2 separate regions of the Gossypium arboreum genome follow, and region 1 is linked to region 2. Evidence: chromatin contacts called from public Hi-C data. All regions are on one chromosome and are shown on one strand. The core of a region is the stretch at or near the end of the contact, and the rest is flanking DNA. Distances in the headings are between cores, read along the strand shown. Region 1 holds the start of LOC108461356 (E3 ubiquitin-protein ligase RFI2-like). Region 2 holds the start of LOC108464540 (26S proteasome regulatory subunit 6A homolog).

Region 1 (6,989 bases), core at 2,903-5,402, 160 kb before region 2:
GAATACATTAAACTTAGATTATGAATATATCCATTTAAATTTAACAGTCATTAGAATTTTTAGCTTTCTGATTTAACTTGAAAATCGGAAGCAAGCTGTTTGTTTGTACTTTTAGTTTGGTTTGGAAAACTAGTTTATTTTAGAAATCAATGGTAAAATAACCTACACCCATCAAGTAAAGCTTAAATTCCATCTTTACCATCAAACGGTATTCTTTTTTCTTTTAATTATTTTATATCCTCAAAGCCAAAAGAAGTAGAGACCGAGTCAAGCACACCGCCAAGGCTATCATAAAGATCGTTTTCGGGTCACTTTAACACAGTTTTTCAGCCAGCCAGGATCCAGAGATTTGAGCATTCGTTCATCCGTCTCTCAAGCATACATAACATTATGGTTTCATTCATAGAAGATTTAGTTTGCTTCACCCAGGAGGGGGTATAAAGGAATAAAACACTATGAACGACTTTGTGAAGGTGGCCTCTCAGATCCAAGCCTCTGGCGGAAGCTGCATCCGGGATCTGAACCACTGGTGGCAGCCTCATGGAGTGCACCCCAACCTGGATCTCTCTCAACCTGGCTTAGTGAAAATGATGATAAATGGTCTCTTTCCCAAGCATGGAACTGAGATGACATAGGGTTTTCAGGCTCTTGAAAGCTCCGGCCACCTGAAGTACCTGATGGAATGAAATAGAAGCCACCCATATGGTCAGATGAAGAGGCCACTGGTCCAACATGACCATGACAATGACTTCTATGGCTGCCCAGCCTTCGGGAGCCAGAAACAATGGGTGTCCGTAATGCTGGCAAGCTGCTAGGGTGGTGGTGTTGATAGTATGCCTGAAGAGCTTGAACTCTATCACGAGCCCGGGCATTGCTACCAGGGTAAGGAGGGATAAATGAGGAAGCAACTGCAGTTGCTGTTCTAGTACCAGAACTGTGGAAATGCAGCATTTGAAATTATCAGCAGAGAAATAACAAAACCATTCTGTTTGATGTCTATATCCTTAGAAAATGTAACCCTCTTAACTAAATGTTTCTATATTTTGGAATGATAATTTTGTCCAACAAACGAAGCAACATTCCAAAAAATCAAGCTCTATGTTTTCTCAATGTCTTATTTAAGCCTTTTTTGGAGTTCCCGTAAGGACTGTGAGGAAAGAGAACATGATGTATTTTGCATCTTCCATAAAAGAACAAGCGAAAAGCAGTGAAAACTCAAATCAAATGAAAAGATTCCATTACTTTGGGCTATACCTGTGGCCAGCAACAAATGGATGCATAAAAGTTCCTGGTCTTGGCATATCTGAACTGTTCCTGGCAGACCTTTGACTGACAGGTGGAATTGAAGGTTGACCGGAACCACCAATTCGACGGTTAGATGTAGAGAATGGAGCGGAATGGTGCTCCCAACCTTGATAATGGAGATTCATTGCAGGAAAAGCATAAGATGGAGGTATCTCACTAGGCACAGACGGACCATTCCAGTGACTGTGGAAGCTAGAACTATCTGGAATAGTTCCACTGGAATTTGAGGAAGAGGGATGAATCGTTGGCCCAAAGTAAGCTATATATTGGCATGGATGAGTAGCAGAAGAAGAATGTTCAGCAAAGATAGCATGTTGTCCCAGTAACTCATGATCTGCATTCCAATATAACTCATATCAGCATATTAGGCCAGACACCTTCACTAATAAAACCCACAATAACAAGCATTACTTAATAAAACAAGGAAATATCTTACATGTTCTAGACGAAAACTCTCCCTGCCTGAAAAATAACAGAAGAAAATGACACATTAAGGAAAGATAATAGTTGGAACTTGACCACGGCAAACAAAACTAAGCAAACAAAAATGTAATGATGTGTAAAGAAATGAAAGGAGAATTTTACACGCGCCCATGGCACTAACATATTTAGGTTTGGGCATTTATTCATATAAATCTTACTAAAGAGGGCGCCATTTCACTGTTACTGTTCCAGCTGTTAAAATTAGGTCCATTTGTCTCGGACTAACTTAAATTCCAGAGCCTTGTTACCACAAATAATAAGCAGAGGATGAACCTTTTCTCAACTTCTAAATCAGTTTCTAACTAAGAAGATGCCAACTCTCTCCCAAAATTTCCACCAAACTCTCTGTCTCTCTCTCTCTTTATAGCAAAGATTAACCCTTAAAAAACAAAAAGCACAAGGTGGCAAACATTTGATGTGAAGAACAGACAACTGATCATCACTTCTCAGCATAGAAATTGAAGCAGAAAACTACTCCGATTCAACCTTTAATAAATGAGAAAATGCTTACTCAAATGATGAAGGAAGTTGTGCTAAGCTTCCAAATGGACACCAATGAACTCCAAATGACTACAAAGAAAAAGCCAAAATAAGTAAGCAGCAAATGGATTTCAACTCAACTCATCTGTCAGCCTAAAGTGTACGCAAATAAAGAAAGCAAACAACAAACACTAACATGGAGACATGATTGTATAGGTTTGCAAAGAACTTTCGGCAGAAATTATTGTACTTAAAACATACCTAGATGATGAAGATTAGTTTAAATCAGTGAAAGAACTTTGGTTTATTAACTAAGAGCTCAAAAAAAACACATATCACTCAATAAATCAATAAATAGGATGGTGGAACCGTAAGTAAGGCAATAAAAAGTCATTTAGGCATGGCATGAAGCCAGAAATTATATGTAAAGAATTCGCATAGCAATGTTACTCCATTACCATTTCAGAGAAACTTAGATCATAAATGTCGTCATCATGTGTCAAATCATCCACACTAAATTCTGGGTTTGAACGGCAACCATTGGCATAAAGCCATTGACCTTTTTCAATTTTTCTACAGTTGGGGCATTGCATGGCACCCTTTATATTGAATGCTGAACCAATGCAATCTGAAAATAATAATTAAAAAACATATAAATAATAAATTAGAACCTTAAAAAAAAGGATTTTAAACAATCATTTTCTTACACAGTCTGCCAAAAACAACAAATGTAACATACAGAATACACTAAAATCCTTCAAATTCAACTAATGTCCATCAAATTACCCCTCTCAAGCTGTTGTTCATCAAAATATATCGATAAAATCAGTGAAACTAAAGACATAAATTTTTTTCTTCTAACTTGATACCCTTCGACACTAATAATCTGGGGAAACTGATTGCAATACAACATTCACTCTGATCATCCAATCAGCCAAAGCAATAGACCCACAAAAATGAACAATTTATTGGAATATCTAAAATCCATTAGATTGCGTCTCATTCAACTAGTTATGCTTTTCTATGAAGCTAAACTATCATATCCAGCTAAAAGAATAGCAAAAATTGAAAAATTAAAAATAAGAAGTTCAAAAGTTCTCATATACATGATCAATTAAAGGCATCCGTGAAATTAACTGAGGAAAATTGAGCCCAGATCTTCAATCCCTTTTTTTTTTTTTTAGAAAAGATTTCTTGACAAAATCAGCTGCAAAATCTTGAGAATTTTGACTCACCCAAATGAAATTGATGACCACATTGAAGATTAGCCCACGATCGATCTCCATTATCAGTAACCGTTTCGAGGCAAATCGAGCATGAAACCGAGCCGAAAGACTTCATTCCATTTCTGCAATCAACATTACCGCCACCATCACCTCCGTCACCGTCTTCCACCACTACATCATCCACACTATTGCTCCTTAATCCCATAATTAAAACAGTTATAAAGTTAAAATTAATACACCCCCGGAATCTCAAAACCTAAATTACCTAAAATTAAGAAAAAAGAAAGGTAAAATTCAGCCCCTCTTCCTCCTCCTCCACCTCCTCAATTTACTAACACAACCTCCGATTCCAACCAGATAAAATTACTAAAAAAAAAAAAAAAAAGAAGAAAAAAGACTCGTCGTCTTAAATTCCTTTATTGATTGACCATAGAAGAACAGAATTTAGATTTTCCTTTTTTGGAAGGCTTACGAGAAAAATGAGAAATTAAGTTGAACTCTTATTTTTCTTTTTAAATGTCCTTCTATTTCAATTTTTTTTCTCTTATTTTACAACGTTTTCGTTTTCCTTCTTTTATTTTTAGAAATTTTTATTTAAAACATGATAGAAAAGAAACGTTATTTCCTAAAAATAAATTTTTAAGTTTAAACTATTCAATTAGTCATCTAAATTTTAAGATAGCTTTTATTTTGGTTACTCAAAAAATCTTTACAATTTCATCACTACCGTTAGAGAAGGCTTTAATTTTAATTACTCAAATGTTAAAATTCTTATCACAATTGAGGAACATGTCAAATCATTTTCACATTAAAAGAAATTATTTTTAAAATTTCTTTAAAAGATTAAAGCAAAAAAGCGATAGAAACTAAGATGATATGTAAAAATTATCAAATTGTTATTTATCCCATTACCAAAAATTTTAATTTTTTCAATATTAAAATTTAAATTTCAAAACATTAAAATCAAATAAATAAATTGTTCAAATCTATTATCCCTTGATAGTTTGTTATTTTAATATTTAAATAATTAATTTAATCTCCTAACGTTTAGAATTTTATTAAGAAATCAACTTAAATAACTCATATTTAATAATTGTCTATGAAACTTAAATTTCTTTTGATTATATGATCTTAAATCTTCTATGCTAAGCCAAAAGTAAAGAAAATCTCTACAATTAATTAAATTAATTGATTGTTCTTTGTTTAGGTAAATAATTGATTAAAAAATATGTATTTTGTTTGGCATAGAAGATAAAATTATTTAATTGCAAAGTTTTTTTTTTTAACTTTTAGCTTATCATGAAAAATTTAAAATAATAGAATCTAAAGAAATTTAGTTTTATAGACAATTATTAAAGATGAATTATTTAAGTTAACTTCATTAAGGTTAATTTAAAAACATAAAATACAAATTTAAATTTTAGAAAGAGATTAAATTAATTATTTTAATTAATTTTAATATTATAATAATAAATCTGTTGACATTATCAAGAGATTAAAATTTTCTAACAATTTATTTAATTGATTTTGATGTTTTAAATACCAATGTTTCTTCAACCACTCAGTGTAAGCCTCGTGTCTATCATTAAACACCTCCAATAAATACTAATCGTGGCCAGCCCAAACAAGCACCACACAAAGTCACCCAAGAATGTCAACATGCACAATTCAACTCCTATCAACACTACTACCACTATAACCATTACCCTAAAGCCATACTAGTGCCCCAACTTGATTAGAACTATCAAAATCCTCAGTAAGGTCTCAACTGTCTCATTTTAAATTATGGCACATTAGATATTATATTTAATTTAGTTGTTAAAATAATAATTTTAATAACAAAAGACCTTATTGATAGAACATTTATAATTTAGAAATGTAATTATAATTTTTAAAGTTTAGGGACTAATTTAGAATGAGGTCATAGTTTGGATATATATAATGCAATTAACTCTTGTAATTATATATATGGTTTTTATTTTATTTTTTGTTCAAGAGATATGAGTAGTTTATCACAGAAGTGATAAGCCATTGGAAAGTAGATAATATTTTAAGGTGTGTAAATTTTCAAAAATAAAAATAGATAACTATCTTGATTTTATTATTATTTGTTAAACTAGCTTTATTTGATAATATGTTTTGATATAACAAATTAAAATGTTTTTGAATAAAAGTTGAAGTTGAACAAAATTAACAAAATGATAAAATCAAGTTAAAATGGTTTCAATTGAGTTAAACATTTTCAACCAAGTTAAATTTTTTTTAAAACAAGTCAGTAAGTATCAATAGTTTTAAAAAAATCGATACCAAATCGACATTTTGTTTTCAAGCAATTTAGCTAAGTATCGATCCAATATCGATATTTTTCATATGGTATAGATAAAAGCCCATTGGTATCGATATCTTTAGCTACAATGGTCACTAAACTTTGCATTAAATGTAAAAATTACCGATACCTTGTTAGCAAGTATCGATACTCATTGTTGCAGGTGAATTTAATCATCTGGTATTTTCATCCCCAATGACTCTATTAACTTCCACAACAACCCCAACATTTGGAAATGAATTAGAGGGTATAAATACCATTTTCCAAAGATCCTACAATGTAACAACTCGTTTTCAGTGGAGTCGAAAACAATGGTTTCGGGACCACAATTTTGACACTGATTTCGTATTTTATTGTTATTTATTTTATATGAGTCAAACATAGTTTATATTGAATTTTGATTTGATAAATTTTTGCTAGTTGAACAAATAGTTAAGTTCAAATAAGTTGCTTTTAAAGTCAAGTAGTTGTGAAAAATGAGGTATCGAGACCTCGTTTTTATAAACTAAGCCCATAAAATATTTACAGAGTTATTATTTTGGTATGTGAAAGTTCTGTTTGGAAATTTTAATGTTTGGTTAGTTAATTAAGGAAAAAGGATTAAATCGTAAAAGTTGTAAAACTTAATCACTATTGAAATTTATTAAATAAATGGTTTAATTAGTAAATATGGGAGGACTTATATGGTATTTAGACCATAATAAATTTATATGGACAGTTAAAGGTTAATAATTAGTTTATTGTGATGATATTATTAAGGATAGTAATTAGATTAATGAAAACATAAACAAAATAAAAATAAAACAAGTTATTCTTCCTTATATTTTTTCCCACCGAAATTATAGTGAGAGGAAACCATTAAAGAGCTTTAAGGTTCCGCCATCACAAAATTCATGCATGTAAGTGGTTTTTCTATCTGTTTCTTGTAAATTTTATGGTTTTAAGATCATTATAGCTTAATTTAGCTAACTCAATCACTATTTCGTAAAACTGTTAAAGGCTTTAAGACTTGCCATTGACGAATTCTAGGTGTTCTCGAGATTAAATGATAAATAATCTTGATTTTTAAATAAGAAGTAAAGGAATTTTTTATAGTTTTAAACCTATGGATTAATATGAAATTTTGTAAAAATCTAGCATATTAAATTGAAATTTTTGAATGTTTAAAG
Region 2 (6,308 bases), core at 1,797-4,296:
TTCACCTAAAACACAACCCCCAATTTGTTATTTAGCAGCTCCCCCACCTCAAATAAAAGAAAAACTTCTAAAAGATTAGAAACTGCACCTCAGTTGCATCGCGGCGAAGAGCTAGCATGCCTGCCTCCACACAAACAGCTTTCAGCTGTGCTCCATTGAAATCATCTGTAGATCGAGCAAGTTCTTCAAAATTGACATCTGGATGAACGTTCATCTTCCTTGAGTGGATCTACAAAATCAATGCAAGCTTTTAGTAAAATTCTGTGCATGATCGAATCCATGGAAGCAGAAGCAACGAAAGTCATACCTGAAGGATTCGAGCTCTTGCTTCTTCAGTGGGATGTGGGAACTCAATTTTACGATCCAATCGACCAGAACGCATCAGAGCAGGGTCAAGGATATCAGCTCGGTTAGTTGCTGCTATGACCTATAATACATTCATTATATTAAAATAGATCCCTTATGTTTTAGCAAATAGATAACAGAAAAAAAATGATGCACCACAAAGTCAAACCTTAATGCGTTCATCACTGCTAAAGCCATCAAGCTGGTTAAGCAGTTCCAACATTGTTCGCTGAACCTCCCTATCCCCACTCACCTCACTGCATATAGTAGCAGGCAGATCAAGAATCAGTGGTTTCTATCCACAAATAGATGCCACAACCAGATTTGAAACAAATTTGCCTCTGAAGATTTTAAGATATGGCATTACCTATCAAAACGCTTTGTGCCAATTGCATCAATTTCATCTATAAAAATGATGCATGGAGACTTTTCTTTTGCAAGCTGAAAAGCATCACGGACAAGTTTTGCTCCATCTCCAATAAACATCTACATGCATTATGATTGTTTACTTATTATAGGGCCTAAGCAAGCCGATATGAAAGCACAAAATAATACTGTTAAATGATAAAAACTACTCCATTACTCACTATTTTCTGTCATGTTATACTAACCAAGTAAGGAGTATGGCAAAAAATGATTCCAACGGGAACTGAAATGAGTAGACAGGATCTAAATATATAGAGAAGTAAGCCGAAAAGGCTATAGGACTTAATACCTGAACCAGCTGTGGGCCTGCTAGCTTCAGAAACGTGGCATTTGTTTGTGCTGCACAAGCACGGGCCATCAAGGTTTTTCCAGTGCCAGGAGGTCCATATAAGAGCACCCCCTTAGGTGGACGAATGCCTAACTTTTGAAACCTTTCTTTATGAGTCATGGGCAACACAATGGCCTCAACTAGTTCTTGGATCTGATCCAGGAACAACAATCAGAAAATGGGGAAAAAGAATTAAACTTTAGCTTAACAGTTACAAAATGATAATCTCGGAAAGGGCAGTAGGAATTAAAAAAACTTGCCTGCTTCTCCAAGCCACCAATATCATTGTAGTCCTCAGTTGGCTTCTCATCAACCTCCATAGCCTTTACTCTGGAGTCGTACTCAGATGGCAAAGTATCCAATATCAAGTAGCTGTCTTTGTTGACACCAACCAAATCACCAGGTTTCAATTTATCAGGGTCTACAAGTCCAACCACAGGTAGAAAGATGGTCTGTAGTAATTATAAAACATGTCAAGATCAAACCAGTTTTTCTTTCCACCGAGATATTCAAAGATGTTGATTTTGGTAACCACTTGAACTAAGGAAAAGCATAACTGATTATTGACTTTCCCTATCATAGCAGATAAGAAATGATGCTGTGCCATTACCTGACGAGTAGAGGTTTTCAGCACAACACATTTACCCTTCCTTTGTGAGTCTAGATCTATGTTGGCACCATCCTCCTCTGCCTCATCTTCAGGGTTCATCTCCAATATCTGAAAGAAAGAGTAGTTAAAATTTAAAGCAGCAAACTATGTGGATCTGACTATCATTTTACGGTACCCATGTTTGACATGGGTGCCACACACATTTTTCGACATGGGCCATGTCAAACACATCTGTATCCAATACTCACAATCTAGTCCAACTAAAATGCAAGCAGAAGCTTTGCTTATTATTCATCTGCAATGGCTCATTATTCATTTGCTGCCCCCTTTGAATACTCTTTTGAGTTTATTTAAATTCAGAATTATATATACCAGTACAGAACAAATAGAAGATTACTGGAACACAAATTTAACACAGAAGTTCAACAGGGTTCATTGGGGGAAAAAGAAAGAAGAAAAATTTACCTCAACAATGTTGCCGACTAAGTAAGGCAACTGCTTGTTAAGCTTAATTTTCTCTTGATTCTCCTTAATCTTTTCCTTGTATGAATCCAACTCGAGATTTGTCCTTTGCATCTCCTCCTTTAATCCCAGAAACCAATTAAAACAAAAATCAGAAAATTCGATCAAAATATAGCTACATTATTTCAGAAGTAGAAAAAGTTTTTCCATAAAAAAGAAAATAATATAGCTTTAACCATCAACATATCCCAATTATAATAAACCAGAAAATTTACAACTAAACTAAAGAACATTCCCTTATTTGTAAACATTGCCTAGATTTAATCCATACCCAAAACTAAAATCCGATTAACATCGAGTAATTGAAAGAAACCATCTGATTAAAATTGATAGTTGTGGATTAAAAAAGAAACAAAAACAAAAACCCTAAAAAATAGTAATCATAATGCGGGGGAGAGAGAGAAAGAGAGAGATCAAGGTCAAAGAGGGACCTTGAGAATACGAATCTCGTTATCAAGAAGACGGGAAGCTCGGACGATATCCTCGGTAGTCATGGAAGCCAACTGGTCTTCTTCAAAGCTAGAATCTTCTACCATAGCGGTCGCCATCGGTGAGGGTTTCAAAAAAAAAATACAACGATGAGTCGGAAAATGAAGGAAAAGAATACAAGACGGAGAGAATAGAGAAAAAGGAAGAACAGATGAAGATCTTTATACTACCAAACTGTAGTTCTCTTGTTGTCGAAGAAAATGAGAGCTTGAAAAAATTCGATTTCAGCCGATGAATCTGCAATGGGCTTATTTCCTTCACGTCGGCCTGCTCTTTCATTCAAATCTGGGCTCCTTTTCTTTTTCAAATTACTCCAAGCTTTTCTCACTGCACAGCCCAAATATATCCCATTTGTAATTAAAATAAAGTTGTATTATTTGAGAATATTTTTATTTTAAAAAAATTAATAAAAATAAAAATATGAATATAATGATATTTAAACTCACACCAATTGGATTGACAAAACCTTAATTTTATTACTCAACCAAAATTTCATTTTAATTTATTTTATATATTTATTTTAATATGCACTATTTGTTATCTCCACCAACTCTATAAATTAATAATATTTTAAATTATTTAATATATATTATTATTATACATATATATTTGTAATTTAAATAAGTGGTTTATATATATATGTGCGTGTGATAAGATTTTTACTATTAAAATATATTTGATTGAGTAGAGGTCAACTTGTAAACTTTCTTTTAATTTTAATATTATACAAATTTTATGTGTTATTTTATTAATTAATTTCAAACTATTTAACATCTAAAGTTGGTAAATTAGTGTGATTTTTAAAACAAAATCAGCATTCACGATGTGAAGTGTATTCAAATCGGAAGTAAATACCATTTCAAGATCATTAACACGCTATATACATTTGATATTAGTAGAGATATTGGTGGTGTAAGAGTTATCTGAGTTAGTAGAGATACGAGAACAACATGAGGTAGAAGTAAAAGCTGGAAATTTATATTTAGCATATATCAAAACTGCTGATATATCAAGGTTTCTTATTTACATATTCGAACACCAAATTTTAACATGTATTCCATTGTTTTAGCATATTAGCTTCCAAATACTGTTTCCAAGTCTTCAGTGGGCTTATGTCACTTGTGTCTGAATGCTTTTCCTTGGATCTGCAGTTCATTAGCAAGCCTCTCGCTGCGAATCCCATCAATTCAGTTGGATCCATATAACTGCGAATCCTTGAACCAATCCCGCCTTCACAAGAATATCCCATTCTCGTATATCCATCTGCAGTGGCTTCTTCGGGACTCATATCATTCAGCTTCGTTCGGGCTTCTTCTACCAAGGATTCATACCTAATATATTCATGGCTTCCTAACCCAAATGGATCCAAATCTACCTGGTGCAAGATATTGGCTGCTCGTTCTGCACCATCTTTGTTATGGTTTTCTAATCGGATAGATTGCTCGAGCGCTAATTTATCGACTTTTACTTTCAAAATCTGCAGTTGATGCCCAATTCTAGATGCGACGGCATCGTATAATTTTCCTCTTGATGCTTCTGTGGCTTCTTCCGAGTTAAGCAGATCATCAAAAATTATAGGGTCTCCAATTAGAACTGTCACCTACAAAATTGCATGTATTAAAAGAATTCAGCATAACAATTATTGACAGGAAATGAGATCATAAACATAAAACCCAATATTACGGCCAATTAGGAAGGATTTTTCTTAAATGCTACTATAAACGGGACCATGTAAAAGCATTGTGAAGCCACTGGAGATATCACATAAAACTAATGTCTATTAAGCAAAGGAATAACAGCAGGAATACATACCGTCTTGCCAATCCTTGGGAAATTGGCCCCTATTGGCATAACATCTTGCATTCCGGTATGCACAAATGGCAGAACAATTGGGGTACTGTCAGCTTCTAGAACTAACCTGTATCACCATAACAATGTTTCCAAAAGTTTTTGTTACTAACAAGGAAAGCAACAAATAGGCTAAAAGTTCCTCTTTTTTTTTTGAAAAAATTTAACCCTTTAACACAGATTCCGTCAAGAGATGGGTCTGTTTATTTCCTGATGTGAGAAGATGTAGATTTGCATAGGAAGTTATTTACACTCACCTCCCGACACCTCTCTTAGAAGATCTCACAGTTTTTCCACCATCTCGAGAACGACTACCTTCTGGAAAGATATGAACCCACCCACCAGTATTCAATTTCGAAATGGCCATATCCATGCCCTGCAACAAATTGAATCAAAATGATGAAATGGGCATAAATACCACACATGTTTAAGTAATTAATGAAGGCGTAAACATGCAAGATAAAATCAACATACCGGACTATAAACCTGTTGATGAAAGTCCAAGTATCTCACGTCTAACACATATTACATAACTTATGCATCATATGAAGTTCAAGGAACGGAAAAGGAAACAAAGTCCCTTAAAGGCACTAAACAATATGCATGTAGATTGTATGTACAATCAAACTATTCGACTACATTAGCAATCATACATTTCAAAGACATTCAAAAGCCAATAATATATCCGTCTTCTTTGTTTTCCACCTTCAGTTAAACGTTCCTCATCTCAACAATGTATACCACAAATCGCTATCTTTCCAACCATTTTCACATTGATACACAATCCTAATCAAGGAACACTAGCGATCCAATTTAGTAAAACTAATGATCTGATTAATGTATAGTTTATTATAAGATTATTGGGTAAAACAAAACAATCCACTAACTTCGGAATTGAGAATTGTGTATTTTATATGAACATAAAATTCGTATGTATAAGTTCCAAAAAATAAGGTTTTATGTTCCAATAATCATATTTCATTCCTACTAAACGAACTAGAGAAAACCATACTATCAAATTAGGTTTCATTTAAGTAGCGACTGTGCTCTAATTTTCATTCCCCTTACAAAACATATCCACATCCCTTGTAACATTGATTCTATGCACTTGCATGATGTATACTTATTGACTTGATTCTTACTCAACACACACTGTTCCATACTTGCTAAGAATATGCCAAAATTTAAAAGATGTACCATCTGGTAAATCCCATCACCACGAGAAACTGGCAACACTTTTACAGATCGAAAGAATGCGGATGTCACGGGATTACTGAAGCATCGATCTGATGCACACAGGGTCCATCTCAAGTTCTGAGCATCAAGAAGAACTCTGGGAGGAAGCAGTGAAGCAATGACAAACGGATCATCCACAGAAGCAACATGATTGCTTACCTGCAAAGAAACATTCCTTCATCAGCATAGGACTCAACATACCATAACATAACACAGATGAATGAGACAAAAGCTAAAACTGACAAAAAGAAAAAACCATGGCTTATACCGTTATAAGGGGCTTGTTCTTGGGTCTATTAAGCAAAGCATCATGTAATTTTTCAAGGCCATAAACCTGCCACGTTAGAGAACATGCATTAGTTCCTAGAAACTGTGAAATACCTGCAAAGAACACTACAGAATTTTCTCAATCACACAAAAGCGTACGTACTTGGACACGATTGAGACCATTCATGAAAACATGGCAAACATTTCCAATCAAAGGAACCGCAACAGCCTGAAGCA

What was found. Hi-C and Micro-C count contacts between places; a contact is called where the count stands out from the background.
Region 1: a Hi-C map of leaf shows a contact between it and region 2, with 3 times the contacts expected there. The contact joins the promoter of LOC108461356 here to the promoter of LOC108464540 in region 2. A contact is called at or near these places in 2 of 5 Hi-C or Micro-C datasets (both in leaf).

The regions. Positions count from the first base shown.
Region 1 is chr13:91,811,159-91,818,147 of ASM2569848v2, reverse strand. It overlaps LOC108461356 (E3 ubiquitin-protein ligase RFI2-like), which reads right to left and starts at 4,152. Exons shown (of 6, transcript XM_017761187.2): 1 at 3,504-4,152; 2 at 2,727-2,896; 3 at 2,300-2,358; 4 at 1,742-1,767; 5 at 1,255-1,639; 6 at 195-934. The coding sequence starts at 3,699. The coding sequence ends at 454. It overlaps LOC108464511 (serine/arginine-rich splicing factor SR30-like), which reads left to right. Exons shown (of 14, transcript XM_017764854.2): 14 at 1-21.
Region 2 is chr13:91,654,017-91,660,324 of ASM2569848v2, reverse strand. It overlaps LOC108464540 (26S proteasome regulatory subunit 6A homolog), which reads right to left and starts at 3,046. Exons shown (of 11, transcript XM_053024201.1): 1 at 2,891-3,046; 2 at 2,663-2,757; 3 at 2,175-2,291; 4 at 1,710-1,817; 5 at 1,360-1,551; 6 at 1,061-1,252; 7 at 713-831; 8 at 515-602; 9 at 308-427; 10 at 89-229; 11 at 1-5. The coding sequence starts at 2,999. LOC128286912 reads right to left here. Exons shown (of 7, transcript XM_053024721.1): 2 at 6,235-6,308; 3 at 6,073-6,138; 4 at 5,766-5,963; 5 at 4,826-4,944; 6 at 4,533-4,638; 7 at 3,677-4,320. The coding sequence ends at 3,766.